Regions from separate parts of the Mus musculus genome. Here all the other regions are linked to region 2. Evidence: chromatin contacts called from public promoter capture Hi-C data. All regions are on one chromosome and are shown on one strand. Each heading gives the region's core, a stretch centred on a gene start, on an enhancer-like site or on the middle of the called end of the contact. The rest is flanking DNA. Distances are from core to core; before and after follow the strand shown.

What was found. Promoter capture Hi-C pulls out the DNA fragments that hold promoters and counts their contacts. Capture Hi-C pulls out chosen DNA fragments and counts their contacts.
Region 1: a promoter capture Hi-C map of fetal liver shows a contact between it and region 2, with 4 times the contacts expected there. The contact joins the enhancer-like site here to the promoter of Ell3 in region 2. A contact is called at or near these places in 7 of 39 promoter capture datasets (the C10 cell line, HPC-7-derived erythroid cells, cranial neural crest and 3 more), 1 of 484 Hi-C or Micro-C datasets (B cells), 3 of 115 datasets of contacts at active chromatin or transcription factors (bone marrow-derived macrophages, large pre-B cells and pancreatic cancer cells) and 1 of 9 other capture datasets (liver).
Region 3: a promoter capture Hi-C map of pancreatic islet shows a contact between it and region 2. The contact joins the promoter of Tgm5 here to the promoter of Ell3 in region 2. A contact is called at or near these places in 1 of 39 promoter capture datasets (neural stem cells), 1 of 115 datasets of contacts at active chromatin or transcription factors (pancreatic cancer cells) and 1 of 9 other capture datasets (pancreatic islet).

The regions. Positions count from the first base shown.
Region 1 is chr2:120,957,689-120,961,355 of GRCm38.p6, reverse strand. It overlaps Ubr1 (ubiquitin protein ligase E3 component n-recognin 1), which reads left to right. Exons shown (of 47, transcript NM_009461.2): 3 at 193-271. Among named protein-coding and RNA genes, the nearest start is that of Ubr1, 11 kb to the left of the region's middle. Within about 2 kb of position 1,820, at least 22 of the 459 cell types and tissues checked have an H3K27ac peak or open chromatin away from gene starts, as enhancers often do. A contact at or near this core is called in bone marrow-derived macrophages, where this site is marked.
Region 2 is chr2:121,440,799-121,444,676 of GRCm38.p6, reverse strand. It overlaps Ell3 (elongation factor RNA polymerase II-like 3), which reads left to right and starts at 2,076. Exons shown (of 11, transcript NM_145973.2): 1 at 2,076-2,281; 2 at 2,496-2,531; 3 at 2,854-2,966; 4 at 3,064-3,250; 5 at 3,336-3,415; 6 at 3,506-3,581. The coding sequence starts at 2,150.
Region 3 is chr2:121,084,124-121,087,889 of GRCm38.p6, reverse strand. Tgm5 (transglutaminase 5) reads left to right here and starts at 2,049. Exons shown (of 13, transcript NM_028799.3): 1 at 2,049-2,228. The coding sequence starts at 2,219.

The DNA.
Region 1 (3,667 bases), core at 571-3,070, 480 kb after region 2:
AATCAGGTGTGTTAGAAAGGAGGCTAAATTATGGAGGCAGCGTTGTCTTTTTTTCCAGGTGTTCTTAGAACTCAGCTTTTGGGGCATCCGGTGTTATTTTGCCCACCACACAGGAAGCTCATTCGTTTTATAGTTGTACCTTAAGTGTCAGCGCAAGTTGGTTTTTGGAATCTAATTCTTTATTTTCTTTAGGGATTGTGCAATTGATCCAACGTGTGTGCTCTGTATGGACTGCTTCCAAAGTAGTGTTCATAAAAACCATCGTTACAAGGTATGAAAACTATATGTATAAAACCACTTAGTGGGAATCTCATGACCACCTAGTCCAAGTTTTTGAGCTGTTTTATTTCTTGCTAAATAGCTCTGATGTGTATCTTTAATTATACTTAGATAATGTATGATGTGATTATACCAATTGAGATTCTTAAACTGTATATGTGAGTTCCATTTTCCTACATTCTTGGAAGATTTGACCCTCTGTAAGTTGTTATAAAATTATCAGTTCTCAGGAAACTCCTGAGCATGGTAGACAATGCATCAGTCTACAGACTTAGTTCTTCTTGTGCTCTCTTAATTAATAATGGGGTTGAGACTTTTCCTTTTCTGTTGAATTATTAGATAGTTTTGTTATTAGAGCTAAAATGTATTTCTCACATAATAGTGCTGGTTCTGTATTCTGGGCTCAGATAGATATGAAGATTCATGTTTCTCTTTGTATATTTAATATGCCTCAAGTACTGTGTAAAATGTAAATAACATTTCGAAGTTACATAGTCCATATCTTTTGTAAACTTGAAAGTTCTAGGCTAACACAGACTACATATATAGACAAAGAGGCTTTTGAATAACAAAGAAAAGAATGTCTATAAGCCTAAAGTACTCTCCTCAAAGGAAAGTACACAGAAAATGGAACATTTTTATAGTTGGTCACATAGGGAGCCTTAATAGTATTGAAATTCCCTCTGTCTGGATTCCAGGTTAGAATTATTCATTTCCTTGTTAAACTTTGTAAATGACTTCTACCTTGTGTAGATTCTCAGACAAGGAATACTTTATAAGAGAAAGAAGCACAGCTATTCTGTTAACCATAGGTAGGAGGAATATGTAATGTGCCAGAGAAAGGGGTAGAGGAGAAAGGGGCAAGGGCAGACTCCATCTCTAGGTGGGGCAAAAGCCAACCGAAAATTTTATTTATATTTTATATTATCCAGTTTTCCTAGATACTTTTTGGTATATTGTGTAGGTGAATACCTGATTTTATCTGTGCTGGGGTTGGACTTGGAGCCGTACGAGAGGTTGGCAAACACTCTAATGGAGCTACATTCTCAGTCCTTGTGTGTTATCTCGCAGTGCTGGAGTTTGAAGCTAGTGTGCTTTGTACACACTTGTCAGGCAAGAACTCTATCATCATGCTATAACCTAGTCCAATAAATACAGTTTTAAAGTAATGAGAACTGAACTTAGACTTCATACATGCTAGGCAAGTGCTGTACCACTGAGCTATATTCCCAGCGCTAATACTTTTTAAATGCTATAATATTTGTGTGTATGTTTTGTGTGTTTCTGAGTCAGGTTGTCATTCTGTAAAACGAGCTGAAGCTTTGTTTCTTTATTGTTCCCAAATACTGTCTTGGACTCTTCTGCCACTGAAGGTTTTCCTTGGTCCTCTGTTTGTGTATTTTTCATGTTCAATACAATGTTGCTTTAGACCAGTGTTTCTCAATCTGTGGGTCTCCACCCCTTTGTGAGGTTACCCAAGACTGTAGAAAACACAGATGTTTACATTATGATTCATAACAGTAGCAAATACAGTTATGAAGTAGCAAGGAAAATAATTATATTGTTGTGAGTCACCACAATGTGAGGAACTGTACTAAAGGGTCACAGTGCTAGGAGGCTGAGTAGCATTGGTTTAGACAAACGTAATATGTGATGCTGAGAACAGAACTCAGCGTCTGTACTGTATACTCAGGCTGATCTTGAACTCATGGCAGTCCTCCTGCTCAGCTTCTCAGGTGCTAGAATTACAGGCGTCAAACACCTCGTTCAGTTTCATACTTTTTTTATTTTCTTAAAAATTTTTACATTTATTTTACTTATTTACATGTGTGTTTTATTCATGTGCATATAAAAAAAAGGCATGTCTGAGACTTTATCTGTAGAGAAAGATTGTTTGAGGTTGAAGAATTTGTGCTTTTAATTTGAAAGACATCCTCCTGTCCAATTTCTGTTTTTGTAAAAGGCATATAAAATGTATTATCTGAACCATTTTTAAGTGTGTGTGTGCAGCTGGGTGGTAAGTTTTCAAAGCTCATTCTGTGAACCCATGTCCACGGTCCAGCTCCATACTTCATTTCACTTTGTGAAGACAAAGTAGTCAATGGTGGCTCTCCTGTCCTTGCTTTTCTCCTGGGAGCCATCAGAAGCTTCCTGTCTCTGTGAATGTGACTTCTGTAAGTGCCTCTCCTGGTGTGGAAATCAGGCAGTGTCTTTTGTGACTGGCTTGACTTGTATAAAACTCTCAAGTTCAAATGCAGCATATATCATAGGTTCCTTCCTTTTTAAGTTTGAATAACATTCTGCTATAAAACATCACATTTTGACTATCTGTGTTTCTATTGATGGACTCAGGTTGTTCCACAAAACTTTGATAGATTTAGGTCAGGTCATTTTTCTTGTGTTACTGGGCCAATTTATTTGTGGGTTAAGGCTGGAGAGATGGCTCAATGGTTAAGAGCACAGGTTGCTCTTTAAGAAGACGCAGGTTTGATTCCCAGCACCCACATGACAGCTCATAGCCATCGGTAACCCAGTCCTAGGAGATCTGATGCTCTCTTCTGATCTTTATGGGTATGCAAAGACACATGCAGGTATAATACCTCCATGTGTGAAATAATAAATCTAAAAAGAAATTAAAACAAAAAGGTATGAGAGCTGGGCATGGTGGTAGACTCCTGTAATTCTTAATTCTAGCACCAGGGAGGCTGAGGCAGGATCAGAACTCAAGGCCTCACTGGGCTATGTAGGAAATCCTGTCTCAAAAAGACAAAGATGTGGGGATATTGCCTTTCCATTAGCATCTTTTTGAAGTTTAGTTGCACAGGGCTTGTTGTTGTTGTCGTTGCTTTGTTTGTTTTTTGTTGTTGTTGGGATTGACAATCAATACATTGGAGCCTGAATAAAGTCTAACTTGTGGCTTTTGTGTGAACTGCAAGCTAAGAAAGGTTTCTGTAACTTTTAGGGGCTGAAAGTATGGCTCACAGGTGGTCTCGTGCTTCCTTACTGTATGTGTGCAGAGGACGTTCTGAGAAAAAGTCCAAATTACATCATTCTCATCATCTTCTCCCTGAGTTAGTATATTTTTGGTTTTTCCCCTAGGAACACTGAAAGGAAGAAGATGGTCATTGTAGTAGAACATTAATGTGAATGAAGATACTGTATTAAGTAGTTCTTACTATGTATCATTATATTGAATTTTTAAAGGTTTATATAGTAAAAAATGAAAATGTATACTCAAGCATTTTAGGTTATAAGGGATATTTTTACTTTCCAATCTGTTCTCTATTAGTTCACATTTAATAAAAAACTATTATTTTTAAAATGTGGGGTTACATTTTAAAAACTTGTACATTAGAAGACCCATTTTAAAAAAATTATCTTTAATCTT
Region 2 (3,878 bases), core at 827-3,326:
CCTACAAATGTTAGGCTCTGATCTCTGACCTCCAAATATCGTCCTCAGTTACCTGCTATTCTATTTGCTCTTGCAGTATTTATTGGCTTAATTGTTTCTAAAATGAGGTTAGGTTATCACTTTGAACTACTGGGCACAAGCCATCCTACTAATACACACCACTGAGGCTTTCCCAGCATCCTGTGCATGCCAGACAAGCATTCTACCCACAAGCTTGATCCCCAGGCCCTAGTCTCTCCTTTAAGTTTAAATTCAGGAAAGTCCTACAAAAGGTCCCAGCTAACATCTATGAAAAGAAAGCCCAGGCCATCATCTTTATGAATTACACCCGCTAAACCAGGTGTGGCAACCCAAGCCTTTAATTCCAGCTTTTGAGAGGCAGAGACAGGCAGATCCTTGAGTTTGAGGCCAGCCTGTTCTACAGAGTGAGCTCCCTGACTCTAAAATGAAGAAGAAAGAGAAGAAAAGAAGAAAAGGAAAGGAAGAAGAAAGAAAAATAGAGGGCTACCACTATTTATAAAGTTAATAAACTGTCCTCCACAGAAATGGAATGGCTCAATAGGTAGGTAAATGTATCTGTGGTTGCTGTTGGCAACTTGTTGCCAAGATTTTAAAGTCAGTAAGCCTGGCCGTGGTGGCGCATGCCTTTAATCCCAGCACTCGGGAGGCAGAGGCAGGCGGATTTCTGAGTTCAAGGCCAGCCTGGTCTACAAAGTGAGTTCCAGGACAGCCAGGGCTATACAGAGAAACCCTGTCTCGAAAAACAACAACAACAAACAAACAAACAAAAATCAGCATTACTGCGAATATTTCCCTGCATATAGGAGTGTATTGTTCTTATACACATATTGTACATGTTCTGAGTGCATTGTTCAATGGGTTTAGACAAATTATTTGTTTTGAGATGAACAGCATTAAAATCACTTGGAATTACACACACACACACACACACACACACACACACACACACACACTAATATAAAATATATATCCCAGTTATTCGATCCCAGTTAGGAAAAAAGGAGATAAGAGAGTCTGAGAGACATAACCAAACACAAATAAATAAAGACAGGAAACACTGGCCTGAGATTTGTCGGGGGTGGGGTGGGGTGGGGTGGGGGTGGGGGTCTCAAAACCATAGGATCTGTAGCCCTGCTGGGAAACTTGCAGGCACCTTTTAGTCAAGAGTAGAGGCTAACACATGTAATCCTAGCATTTGGGAAATATAGGCAGGAGAATTGCTAGTGAGTTCAGCAAGAGTGATCTACATAGTGAATGAAACCCTGTCTAAAAGAAAAAACAAAAGACTCAAAGAGGAGGGGAGAGTGCCTTTAAAGGAGCCAGCTGTGGTTTCGCCACTTTCTCTTATGTTTATTAGGCTACATAGTAACACCTGGGAGTGAGTTACGGCTTTCTGCTCTCTGATTTATTATTTTATTTATTTATTTATTGCCACAACTACGCCCGCCCCACACCCCCATCCACCGATAGGCTTGGCTCCAGTCCCAGATAGCCAGACTTCCAAATCTGCGAGGCACCCACCCACCTGGCCTTACAGCCTCATCAAGTCCCTTTTAGAAACCAAATTGGGATCCGCCTCAGCAGACGCAGCAACTCGGGCGGAAAAAGAAAAAGGATTGCACTGGTCCCTCTTGGGGTCTGCCATCCTCTGGTCCCTTAGGTACTTCGGGGCCTCGGAGGCATAAATGACTCAATCCGACTATCAACCAGTCTCGATTCCCTCCCCTGTGAGACTGAAACCCTCAAGTGGTTTCAGGTTCAGCTTTTACTTAAAGACAACGATTTTGAATCCAGAATGGGGAAACTGGGAAAACTGAGGCAGAACAAGACATCCTGGGTGACAGGTCAGACCCTCGAAGCAGATCCTTTCTCATTAGACCTGGAATGCTCCTCATAGTGTCCAATACTGCCCAAGCCAAATCAAGAAGAAACCGCTTGGGTTCTGGCCAGCAGCTGAGGTGAGTGAGGTACCGCCCACAAGGCCAGGGAAACTTTGGGGCGGTGCCGGGGGTGGGGTCATGGTGGAGGGCGGGACAGACCCGGAGGGCGGGAGTGCCAGCCTAGGCTTGCACAGCAGAGGTGGCCCTCACCTGTGGTCCCGGTTCTGCATGTGCGCGACTTTGGCACCATGGAGGGGACCCAGGAAGCTCTGAGTGGGAAAATGCGGCTCCTCTTCACCCCCGCTGCTCGGACCAGCCTCCTGATGCTAAGGCTCAACGAGGCGGCGCTGCGGGCATTGCAAGAGTGTCAGCAGCAACAGGTGAGACTGGCCCCCGGCCCCTTCTTCCCTTCCCGGCCAACCAGACCTTGGCCTCCCAAGGCTATGCTGGAGAAGGGACTTGGGGTTGTGCGGGTTTTCAGATTCCAGTCCCCCCGCCTCCAAGTGAAGCCGGCCAGGCAGGTGTCCCCAGCCTCCTCGATCCTGGGGACTTTGCTTCCTTTGTGTTCAGCTGGTGTTTGGGCTCTTCCTGCAGGTACGGCCAGTGATCGCTTTCCAAGGCCACCGAGGGGTAAGTGCTGGCCGGATGTGCGAGGGAGGTTGGGGGTGAGAGAGCGTAAGCGTGGGCTCCAGGAAGGTGAGCTCTGGGCCGGAGCTTGCCAGAGGTCACAGTCTGAGCAAGTTATGAGAACTAAACCCTATGAAGATGTGGGGCTGTGGTCCCAGGAGACTGTGCAGTCTCAGCCTCTTGGGGGAACTCTGAACCAGCTGCACCTGGTGTGCTAACGAGCCCCTTGGGGATTTGTCTTCAGTCTTAGAATTGTTTGGGGAGGAGTGGCATGGACAGGAGGAAGAGGGGCCGGCTTAACTGGGTTTACCATTCCCTACCCCAGTACCTAAGGTTTCCAGGCCCGGGATGGTCCTGCCTTTTCTCCTTCATAGTATCCCAGTGTGGCCAAGAGGGCACTAATGGTGGCTTGGACCTTGTGTACCAACGCTTAGGCAGGTAAGGACAAGGTAAGAGAAGTTTGCAGGAAATGGGAAGAAGTGTTCAGAAGATCTCCAACTCATTTTTCTATTGTCTTTCCCACTCTTCTTTCAAGATCTGGGCCGAACTGTCTCCACTGCCTGGGCTCCCTTAGAGAGCGACTCACTATTTGGGCAGCCATGGATACTATCCCAGCTCCACTGTTAGCTCAGGAACACCTGACTGAAGGTACCAGAGAGTCTGAGAGCTGGCAGGACACTGGAGACGAACCTGAAGGCCATCCCCAGCTGGCACCAGATGAGGTGAGACTAGAAACAGCAGGTAGTCATCATAAGGTGGGACACCCAGGTCCAGGGAGCCAAGTTTTCCTATAACTTCCCCTGACAGGTGTCTGACCCACTGGCAAGCCACCATGAACAGTCACTCCCAGGATCCTCCAGTGAGCCCATGGCACAATGGGAAATGAGGTACTGAGACAGGCTGGGTCTCCTCTCTACCCTTACATTTCTTTAATAAGCTCTCACCTTGGCCTCTCCCATTCCTTCCAAAAATCCTAGGAACCACACTTATCTTCCAAGCAGAGAGCCTGATCAGTCCCTGCTTTCCCCTGCTAGCCAGAAACGCCTGGACAAGGTAAGCAAGGACTTTAGTCTCTTTTTGGAGTCGGTTCTCACTGTGTAATCCTGGCATGCCTGGGAGCTCCTTATGTAGCACTGACTGGCCTCAAACTCCTTTCACCTGTCCCTGCTTTCTGAGTGCTGAGATGTCCAGAGAGGCAAGAGCTGTTCAAAGAGTAGTTTAAAAGGCAGGGTGAATCTTGGGTTGACACAGTACTGATACAGCATAAAATCTGGCCCATGCTTATAATCTGAAGGTCTCCAGAGATAGGAGGATAGGGCTATGCTCTGCTGCACAGCATGAGTATGAGGC
Region 3 (3,766 bases), core at 800-3,299, 360 kb after region 2:
GAGGGAGAGAGAGAGGGAGAGAGGTCTCCATCAGAGAACTGAGGGGGCATTGGCCTACCTGAGATCCAGTAGGGGAGAGAAAGATGATCCTCAATGGCTTGTGGGGATGCTGAGTTTAGACCTCATCCGTTGTTGGATCCTGAGCAGGGGACTGTTTGTTTGAACTGGCTCTTCAGAAAAACTCAGTAGTAAAGAATCTGGATAGAGGAGGGTGGGAAGTCGTCTAGGTGTTGTTATCTAGACAAGCTGGTATTTCAGTGAAGCAGAGCTGAGGGACACGAGGGGAAGAGGCAGATGTGGAGTTAATCAGGGGTTGATCTGGACCAAGGGAGGCACGGAGAGGAGAAATGGCCCTGATCTCACCTTCATGGCCTCCGTGCAGCATCCTCACCACCAAGACCAGAAACGCAGGAGAAAAGGCAGCTGTGCTAAGAGAAAGCAGGGAAGGAATCAGTTGGACGCACTGGGTGTCAAGTATCACAAGTTGGCAAAGAAGAGGGGACTGCAGGTCACAGTTCTGGGGATCACCTAAGTCATGGGGTGGGAGGTGGAGGGAGAACAGGTGAGTTTCTGAGACAGCCCTGAGGAGCACCAATATGGGCATGAGAAGAAAATGACAGACTAGGTGGTGGCAGGGAAATAAAAAGAGAAATGAAAGAGAGGAGAGATGATGGGAGAGAGAGAGGAGGGAAGAGAGAGGGACGGGAGGGAAGGAGTGGAAGAGAGAAGGGTCTGCATGCTCAGAGTTCTAGAAGGTTCCTCAAGATAAAAGCAGGAAAGGGTTCCTGGCCTTCAGAGGGAGTAGATGAGATGTGTCAGGGGACTGGGGACAGAAAGTAGATGGGAGGAGGTGAAGCGGGGAGAGCAAAGCAGTACATGAGCACTGAGCAGTCAGAACCGGGAGGAAAGGCAGGAGCTCCAGGGCCAGTGAGCTGAGGGAAGCTGAGTACTGAGGGTGTGTGCAAATGTGTGTGCAAATGTGTTAGAAAGTGAGTTGGCCACAGGTGTGCCTCAGTCGTAGAGTGGTCACTCAGCATGCTTGAGGCCCTGGGTTCAATCCCCAGCACAGCAGCAAACCAATGACCTTGGAGAACTGTATTTGTGTGTCTGTACATTATAAAAGCTGATTAGCCACAGAGAATTGAAAACACAGGAAAGAAAATGACCCCTATGGATACGTTCCTCAGAGGACCTAGAAATCAGGAGACACAGGAAGAAGTAAGTCACAGCAGGAAAGGCAGAGTGGGTAGGTATCCCGCCCACTCCTCACACAGGATTCTGCTTTATCTTCGCCCTTTCTGACCTGATCCTTAATACAACATAGCCCCCCATGACCCCCTCTCTGAGTGCCTTGGGTATTGATGGAGGATTACTTTATCAGGAAGCTACATTCTTATCTTGTCTTTTTCATTCATTTAAAAACTGTTTTAATTTTATATGTATGTATGTATGTATGTATGTGCCACATGCATGCCTGGTGCCTGCAGGAGGCGAGAGGGGGACACCAGATAACCTGGAACTGGCACTTAATACAGTGTGAGCCTCCCCCACCACCATGAAAATCCCGGGACTCATGCTCAGATCCTCGGGGAAAATAGCCCACACTCATAACCTCTGGACTACCTCTCCAGCCCCACCTCTGCTAATTTTATTTGAGATTCACTGTGGGCCTGGAAGGTCTCACTTGAAATAGTGCCACTGCCTGAAAAAAAAAGTCATACCAAGGACAGTCCAGAGTGGCTTCTGTTTGTGCTTAAACTCCAGAAACAGAGGGCTCAAGTGCAAGGGCTGGCCAAGGCTCTTTTGGTTGGGAGTAATAGTCTCACAACTAGGACCCTGACACTCTTTCCTGCAGAAACACAGTTCCCTCCATCCCCGTGGAGGCCCCATCTGTTCACCAGTTCCTCCTGGCTCCCTGACCATAGCACCACTGCCCGAGAGCTATCGAAAGTCCAATAGCACAAAAGCCCTGATGGAACCACAGCCTCCACACCTCCTCTCAGCTGTGCAACACTGCCAAGAAAAACCAGAGGGCAAGTAAGAAAACCAGTTGTGCTCTGCCCTGTCAGAGGTGGCAGTGCAGCAGCTGGCCCCACCTCCAGTGTCTCTCGGAGCCTCGGCATGGAAGGGGAAGCAGCCACTCCAGGATCAGTTTCCTGAAGCTCCAATCCATCCAGCTGTCTGTGGGGGAGCAGCCCAGGAGCCAGAAGGAGCCACCATGGCCCAAGGTAGGGAAGCCACACACGGTGGGTAGAAAATGGGGACAGTGAAGATCCAGAGACATCAAGGGCAGGAGGTTGGATAAACAATAAGAACAATAATAAGCTGATCTAGGCAGGAAGCCAAGAGCCCTCAGGATTCATTGGTCCCCTGAGAACCAGGAGGCAGGGTGAAGGCAAACACTGCTGCATGCTACCATGCCTCCTCCACAATAGGGTGGATGAGCAAGGCAAGGGATTAGGGCATTAGGCATTAGGATTCCTGTCCTGTGACACTAGCTAACTTCTTCACACTGGCCAAGTCTCTTCTGTGCTTCCTGCCTCCGTGTCAGGGTTCAGACCATGTTAAAGTTCTCTGAATCCTCCTGTCTTTTCTTTTCCCATCATCCTTTTCTGTTTACATCATCCTCTCTTGTCTAGATGAAGAACACTCTGAAGATGAAATGATTACATGAAGCCAACTCTAAGGGATGCATTTTAACTTACTCTACAAGTGTGACAAGGTCACTTCTATTTACTATAAACAATATAATAAATATTTTACTATTTCGTTAACTTTATGTAAAATGTAAAAATTCAATTACAAAGGAAATATATGAGGACTGGATTAGAGTAAAATAAAGTAATGATTGCAGGTAAAGTTCTAAATACCTCAACCTCGTCTTGAATAACCATTGTTGTCTCCAGTCTTTGGTAGAGACATTAGCATTTATGTAAGTGCTGAATGCAATCAGTTGGATCAACACATGTTACAAATCCAGATACTCTCATACTATATAAATATAAACTTATTTTTTCACTAATAGCATGTCTTGTAGCATTAGATCTACCTCTCAGCAGTTTCCATTTTGCATGGTATTCTACAGTGTATGATCTATTCATCTTGTTGTCTTTTAATGGATGCTTAGATTATTCCCAATTTTTTTTAGGTAGACAAGCAGTTTTACAGTCAGCATTCTTATGTGTGCTTCTGGGTACTCGTGAGGAAATGTCTTTCTAGATAGTTATTATGATCACTAACTTTGTAAGTTCTTCCTAACCCCCTGTTACTTTCTTGTTATTTCTTTCTTTCTCTCCTTACTTCAAGAAGTACTCTAATCAAAAGTGAACATACCATTTGAACATAGATAAGCAAAATATGGTATTTCAAAATAATGGAATATTGTTTGGTCATGAAAATGAAAGCTAAGCACAATGTTTGGGTGCAGAGCATCCATGTGTCATAGTTGGAGGTTGACTTGGCCTGTAGTGTCTCTAGAGAATAGGATGTGTTTGAAGTGCTTCCTGTTAGGCAGGTGTTGCCCTACCTGATGGGTAGCCTTAGTCATGCACAGACCTGAGCCAGTTAGTGCTCTTTGCTCAGTCAACTGGTCTCCTAAGGGATCAGCTGCTCCTGCTCCTGCTCCTCCTCCTGCTCCTCCTCCTGCTCCTCCTCCTGCTCCTCTTCTTCTTTTTTTTCAAGACAGGGTTTCTCTTTATAACCCTGGCTGTCCTGAAACTCACTTTGTAGACCAGGCTGGCCTCGAACTCAGATATCTGCCTGCCTT